Regions from separate parts of the Zea mays genome. Here region 1 is linked to region 2. A link is a contact called in public HiChIP or PLAC-seq data. All regions are on one chromosome and are shown on one strand. Each heading gives the region's core, a stretch centred on a gene start, on an enhancer-like site or on the middle of the called end of the contact. The rest is flanking DNA. Distances are from core to core; before and after follow the strand shown. Region 1 holds the start of LOC541691 (RNA polymerase sigma factor sigA). Region 2 holds the start of LOC100278423 (Nuclear factor 1 A-type).

Region 1 (3,586 bases), core at 816-3,315, 430 kb before region 2:
CCAGAAAGTACTCACTCTCACGGGTTCTGTAGGTTATATAATGGTGTTGGTGTGTCGTATGGTGAGATGGGGAGTTTAGCTGGGACGGATGCGGAGTTGAATATCCATCCTCCTCAAAAAACTCTGTGCCAGACCGTCCGGTTTAATACGCGGACCGTCCGGCGCTATATTCGGACTGTCTGGCGCCATGTGCGGATGGTCCGAATGAGTTATCTAGGGTTTGCACGGCATGTGGCGGCTTGGGTGCATGCCTCAATAATTCGCTTTTAAAAATGGGACCGGTCGTCGCTAGCCCGAACGGTCCGCGCTCATGTGTGGACGGTCCGGACATGCGCAGATCGACAAATTTATCGCCGATGTGCGTGGGAGGCTGTTGTTGCCCAGGGTACATGTCTATTGACATCCCATAAAGGGGTTATGACTAGCCGTGACAACCTGTAGCCGATGAATCACGTGTGTATTCCCTCAGTTCAACCTCGTGCGAAGGAAGATTTGCAATAGTAGACTTATCAAGCGCACGCACTAGCCTTTTATGATCATTTTGTATATCCCCTACGATACGTTGCATCTGCTCTCGCTATTCGTCTATGTAAGCTTTAAGAGATTGGAGCTTATTGGTGCTACTTACATTAGGGGTATTCGTAATAGGTCGGAGCGAAGCCAGATCTGTTGCCCGTTGCCGCGACTTTGTTGTTCCTGTCCACCTTGAAGTCGGCTAGGAATTTCGCCTTTGCTTCCTGGATCAGCTGCTCCTGGCGCTCCTCGAACAGGAGTTGTTCTTCAACTGGCAAGGTTTCCCATGTCGGCTTGATGATATTGCTGGTGGAAACTACAGAGCTATCCTTTGGCCAATCTCGATAGGTCTATATGAAATCTTCCCTAGCGGAGTCACCAAAAAGTGTGTTGGTGCCCTTTTTAGGCGCCAATCACTCCGTGAGAACCGGCGGCGGTGCTCTCTGCACAGGCGCGGACGGTCCGCGGCCAGGGGCCGGACGGTCCGCGACCTGGCTCAGGGCTAGGGTTCCCTGCCTGACGTGTTGGACGGTCCGCGTGTGCGCAAGGGCGGCGAAGGTCGCGCGGCGGCGCCTGGATCTCGCTCCCGGGAGGGACCCCATCGAGGAGGAGAGATCCTAGGTGTTGTCTAGGCTCGGTAGGCCGACCTAGAGTCCTCTAATCGACGTAGAGTCGAAGAGAAGCGGAGAATTTGGAGATTGGAAGGCTAAAGTGGAACTAGACTAGAACTACTCCTAAATGTACAAGAAATAAATACGAGATAACTTGATATTTGATTCGATTGATGATTTTAATTGACCGTAATCCTCTATATTTATAGAGGAGGGGGCTGAACCCGTTACAAACTGATCTCCCGAGTTAATCCCGCGAATTTAGCTAACAACCATAGCACAAAACTCAGAACCCTAATTGGCTCTCCGCGCACGGATCATCCGCACCATCAGTGCGGACCATCCGGACCACGGACCGTCCGCACCACCAGTGCGGATCGTCCGAATCGCGGACCGTCTAGCCCCGATTTAGTGCTCAACAAGTCCCATCCATGTTGTGCTATATCTATATTGTGCCATTAACCGCCCGTGCTCAAGAAGTCCCATCCATGTTGTGCTATATCTATATTGTGCCATTAACCGCCCGACGACATAGCATGGCACAACATGAATTCTCCCAATTCCAAAGGAGATTTGAGTAGAGCGGCTTCTTCGGATTTCCGTGTCCATTTCCATTGGAACAGAAAAATCTGTTGACAATTTCTGTTTCTTCGAAAATACGAGAGAGAGAGAACATCAAGAACTGTGCAGGCCTGCCACCGCTGGTCAGCCTTGGCGCCCCACCAGCCCACGAATCGAAGAAAAGGCACACGAGGGGGAAGACGAGGCCACAAGGCGCCTGGACGACGAGCCCGATGGGCGTCGTGTGGTCGGCGTGCCGCGTGGAGGCAGCGCGATCTTTTTGCTGCCGCCCTGGTCGATCTCGTGGCGAATGCACGACCGCAGCAGCAACGACGAGCCCAGCGGAAAGCGACGAGGGACAGCCACAATATCTTCCGCACACCAATGGGCAATGGCCTCGCGCCTTCTCGCTCCCCGCACCCTATCCTCTCCTCTCAGCTCCCTTCCCGGCTGCGAGCAATGCTCCTACCTGGCTACCTCCATGCCGCGCGCGGTAACACCTCCGTCAGTCCCCGCCTGCTCGTAGTAAAACACTAGCGGACCAGCAAGCGCCTCTCTCTCTCTCTCTCTCTCTCTCTCTCTCTCTCTCTCTCTCTCTCTCTCTCTCTCTCTCTCTCTCTCTCTCTCTCTCCTCGCCTCGTCAGCCCCTCTCTCTCCCGGCGTGGGGTGGCCATATATAGCTTCGCCGCCTCCACTTGTCTTCTTTGTTTCACCACCAGTTCAGTTCAGTTTCTCGCCGCCGGCTTGCTAGTTGCTACTGCGCGCACTTCAGCTGCTTGCTGTTGTACCGCGGACTCTACCTCATCATTCGCCTTGCTGCCTCCGCCGCCTAGGTCGCGCAGGTTCGGTGAACGGGACGCCATGACCGCAACGCCGGCGGTGATCGGGCTGAGCGCCGGCAACCGCCTCCTGGCCACCTCATTCGGTTCCGCCGAGCTCGCTTCCCCGGACGCGTACCCGTCGCGGCAGTTCGCCGCTGCGGCGCCCAAGCTCACCGTCGTGGCGCACCGCGCCTCCGCCTCCGCCTCCTCCCCGGCCAACATCGGGGGCGCCGGCCACGCGCGCGCGCACGCCATCCGGGCGCTCAGGAACCACTCCGCGCCGGCGCTGGCCCCGCCTCCTCCGGCTGACCCGGCTCCGGAGCTGGACTCCAAGTTCGAGTTCGAGTCCTCGCTGGAGGCCATCGTGCTGCTGCAGCGCTCCATGCTCGAGAAGCAGTGGGAGCTGCCCTTCGAGGACGACATCTCCTCCACGGAGGACGAGGACGAGGACGAGAGGTCCACGGTGGTGGTGGCGCGGTCGGGCGTCTCGGCGCGGCAGCGGCGGATGAGCGGGCGGCGGCGGGGCGCTGTCGTTGGCCGGAAGAGCGTCACCGTCAGCCCGGAGCTGATGCAGAGCCGGAACCGCATCTACCTCCGGGGCACCGTCAGCAAGGACCTCCTCACGCACAAGCAGGTCGTCCAGCTCTCCAGGAAGATCAAGGACGGCATCTGGCTTCAGCACCAAAGATCCAAGTAAAATCCCAGTTCAAAACGCACCGACGTCCGCAGCATTAGAAATTTGACATCGTATCTCACAAAAACCAGAGCGTTTGCTTGCGTAATAGCTACATGTCACATTGAATGAGCCGGCCAGAAATTGATACGCATATTTATCATATCATGACCCACTTAAAAAAATACTCACTCACTAAGCTGAAATGTACGCGCACATTACAAGTTTTCATTGTTTTTCTTCTTCTTCTTCAAAACTTGCATGTAACGTAGTTGTGATCAAAGTTGCAACATGCATGTTGAAGACTGAGTGTATCTAATGAATTCCGATCCTCTAGCTGATCCCCCGTTGCCCCCAACCAATTTCGGGTTCAGGCTGAAGGAGAAACTGGGCAACGAGCCGTCATA
Region 2 (3,344 bases), core at 160-2,659:
TGTCTTAAGCAGCTCTATTGATGCCCTATCATGTTCAATACCTAAAGAAGCTAGGGCTCGAACATTGTTGTTCGATGTGTCAACTTGAATAGTTTTCAACATTTTTCACTGATCATTGCATCGGAATCGGATGCCTGAGACAGGTTTGTGTGTGTTGTAGAAGGTGAGCTATAAAATAAGTAGCATCTAGGACTAGGATATAGTATCCCCCTAAGAAGATTGTGTTTGAGTCAGGTTCATAGCTAAAATGTCATCTCGAACACAATCGTTCGGGCCATAGAAATAAAAATGATGTAGAATCAAATCATAGGAATAGTTCGCCGATCGTGCTCGTGAAGGATAGCGGTAGCAATTGTACCGGTAGTAACAACAACAACAACAAAAGTAATAATAGAGAAACAGGGCCCACATGCCTGTGAAACACTCAATTACTCAAGCACGAGCTTGTTCGGAAATTCCTGCGTCGGGAATCCGATTGTAGTGCTACAATACATACACTGCAGGTACATGTACATCCATACAGTCAGGGGCGAAGCCAAGGGGGTGGGGCAGGGGCCTTGCCCCCCTAACCATCCCATATTGTTTATGAAACATGGATAAATTTCTCTATCAAGTAAAAATTTGTCGTATTTCTGAATCATCAAATTCGCCGCTAAGTAATAAAATTGATGAATTCAGCTCAAAGTTGTCACCAGATAGTTGTTGTGTGCACGACAAATTTGGTGCTTCACCTTTATTATACAACCAACTAGAGCCAAATACATTACGATCACTTGTTGATTTGATAATAGCCTTGTCAAATTGTGTAAAAGTTTCATGTATCAAATGGTTTACGGATTATTAAGATTAATGGTTACCCTTCGAGTCTCAACTACAACAACTAAGAGAGCCTTTTAGCTACAAAACTTATCAAAACACATCTATAAAATAAAATAGGAGATGACTTTATGTGAAGTTACTTCATCATCTATATTAATATAAAATTGATAGCTATGATCAAATCTCCTGACATAATCGAAGCTTTTGATTTGGCCAATCAACATAGAAACAAATTATTTTGATCTCGATTAAAGTTACTTAATATACAATTTTATGATGCAAGTCTTTTTTTTATTAATTTATTATCTATGTATAAAAAAATGTTAAACTAAATTAGTATATGTGTATATATTCTAAGATTTTTTCACCTTTTATTATTTAATGAATTACTCGCCCCTCCTATACCATAATCCTGGCCGCCCCTGCATACAGTGCGAAAATGCGAGCGGACTAGTTGACTGACCTCGCCGGAGTGGGTCGCCGTCGTTCCAGGCTGTCGGAAAGCGAGGCCGCAAGTGGGGGCTCGGTGCGCTCCAGCTGGCTCTCATTCCGCTGCCGTCATCTCTCATCCCGTGCGACACTCCACAGCATCCATCAACTCAACATCATCAGCTCGCGTTGCGTGCTCGGCCCGCCTAATCCTCTTTCTTTAGCTCAAGACCGGCGACTAAATTTGGCGCCAGCCGGCAGCAGGGGGTATAAGTAGTCGCCGCCGCCGTCTTCCTCGCACCTCCCCGCTCCGCTCTCCCTTGTCGAGTTCTCAGCACCGGCCGATCCATCCTCCTCCGCCTCCCTCGGTTCGGCCTCTGGCCTGCACACCATGAACTCTCGCTTCCGGAGCCTCTGGAGAGCCATGGCTGGGGCTTTGCAGCCGCCGTGCCGCCTCGGAGCTGCCGCGTGTAGCTTGCTCGCTAAGCAGCAGCTATAGTAGCTGAGCGAGTGCGTCCATCGATCGGAGTCGTCCACCTCCGTCTCCCTTTGCGATTCGGCGTCGTGAACTCGTGTTCTTGAGCGTGGGGGCAAGGGGCAGAGCAACAAGGAGACACTTCTTCTTCTTCTTTACAACAAATAAGAAAGGTAAATTTCAGTCCAATTCAGTTCTATATGTTTAAGTTCCTTTCCGTTGCTCCTGAAGACCTGAACAGAACCTTTTAAATTTGGCGTCTATCTTACTATCTACATACATACAGTTCTAAACAGCAAGACATGCCTACTACTTTCAGACATAGAAGCATGCGTGTATGTGCATATACATACATGTATCTACTACTATACTAGTATCAATTTCTTGTGTTAAGCATGTACTCTTGATGACTAGTACTTTTTAATTTGTAACTGGGGAGTGGACGAGTGATTGGGGGGGGGGGGGGGGGGGGGTCTGGGCTTTTGCTTCATTTTGTTCTAGAAAAGCAAAGCAATCAGAGGGATGGAAAGAGGAAGGAGAAAAGAAAGGGGGGCACATGCAGACGGCTGACTGACCGCGTTGTTGCCAGCGCAACACATCTCTTCTTCCTCGTCTGACCGGGACTCGCACACGCTTTGCTTTTGTTCTGGTCCTCCTTTGCATGGTGGTTCTGGTCTCTTTTTATCTCCCCCCTGCCTTTTGTCCTTTGAGGATCAAAAGGCCTGCGATTCCAACAAATCCTCCAACCAAGCAATAAAGTTTTGGACGAAAAAAACAAAGATGTAACGAACTCACACCAACTCTGTTTGATTGTTTCCAGTCTATTTCTCCCCCAATCTAGCACCTCAATTATGGAGCTATGGCCTCTTCTGGTTCTTCCTATCTAGAGTTGATTTACAAATGGATGAGATAGAAGAGCTAGAAGTAAAGAATTCATCTTTTTTTTTGCTGACCTATACATGCGACATGGGGTTGAATTAATAACTGAACGAACCCAAGAGTCCAAGACAAGAAAGAAACCGATGAAGTCATTCTCTGTTCCTGAATCTTGATCCGTCACGCCCGGCCATGGAAATGAGGTCAGAAGACTAGCCACTAGATAATACAGAGGGCATGGCGGTCAGAAGAACAAGAACTTGGACTTGGAGCTGCATCTGAAGGGGAGCGCGGTGCCGTTGGGCCAGAAGAAGCGGAGCTGGCACGCCAGGCGCGTCCACTGGTCGATGGCGACGATCCCCGCGACCTTCCATCGCGTCCGGGCCTCCCCCTCCACCCGGAACGGCACCACGCCGTCGCGGAGCGCGGCCTCCATGGCAGCGCTGCCGGCGTCGCCCAGCGGGACGCCCTGCGCGCGCGCCACGTACGCCAGCGGGAGGACGCCCCTGGCGGGCACGCGGAACGGGTCGGCGCGGAGCACCGCCAGCGTCGCGCCGGCGAACGCGAGGCGGCACTCGAGGCGCGAGAAGTAGGCCGCCGAGTGCGCGTTGCCGTTGCGGGCCTCCACCCGGACCGTGAGCTGCACGTCGTCCAGCGCCCCCGTCTGCCCGTACACCAGCGTGTTCAGGCTCGCCGCCCGCACCGCCAAGTACGGCGCGCGGGGCTGCAGCAGCAGCACCACCAC

What was found. HiChIP or PLAC-seq counts read pairs in DNA pulled down with a chosen protein or histone mark.
Region 1: an H3K4me3 HiChIP or PLAC-seq map of leaf shows a contact between it and region 2, with 7 times the contacts expected there. The contact joins the promoter of LOC541691 here to the promoter of LOC100278423 in region 2. A contact is called at or near these places in 11 of 25 Hi-C or Micro-C datasets (bundle sheath, ear, leaf and 3 more) and 1 of 3 datasets of contacts at active chromatin or transcription factors (leaf).

What each region holds. Positions count from the first base shown.
Region 1 is chr10:76,713,609-76,717,194 of Zm-B73-REFERENCE-NAM-5.0, reverse strand. LOC541691 (RNA polymerase sigma factor sigA) reads left to right here and starts at 2,065. Exons shown (of 10, transcript NM_001319762.1): 1 at 2,065-2,178; 2 at 2,519-3,199; 3 at 3,554-3,586. The coding sequence starts at 2,547.
Region 2 is chr10:76,279,799-76,283,142 of Zm-B73-REFERENCE-NAM-5.0, reverse strand. It overlaps LOC100278423 (Nuclear factor 1 A-type), which reads left to right and starts at 1,409. Exons shown (of 3, transcript NM_001313771.1): 1 at 1,409-1,896.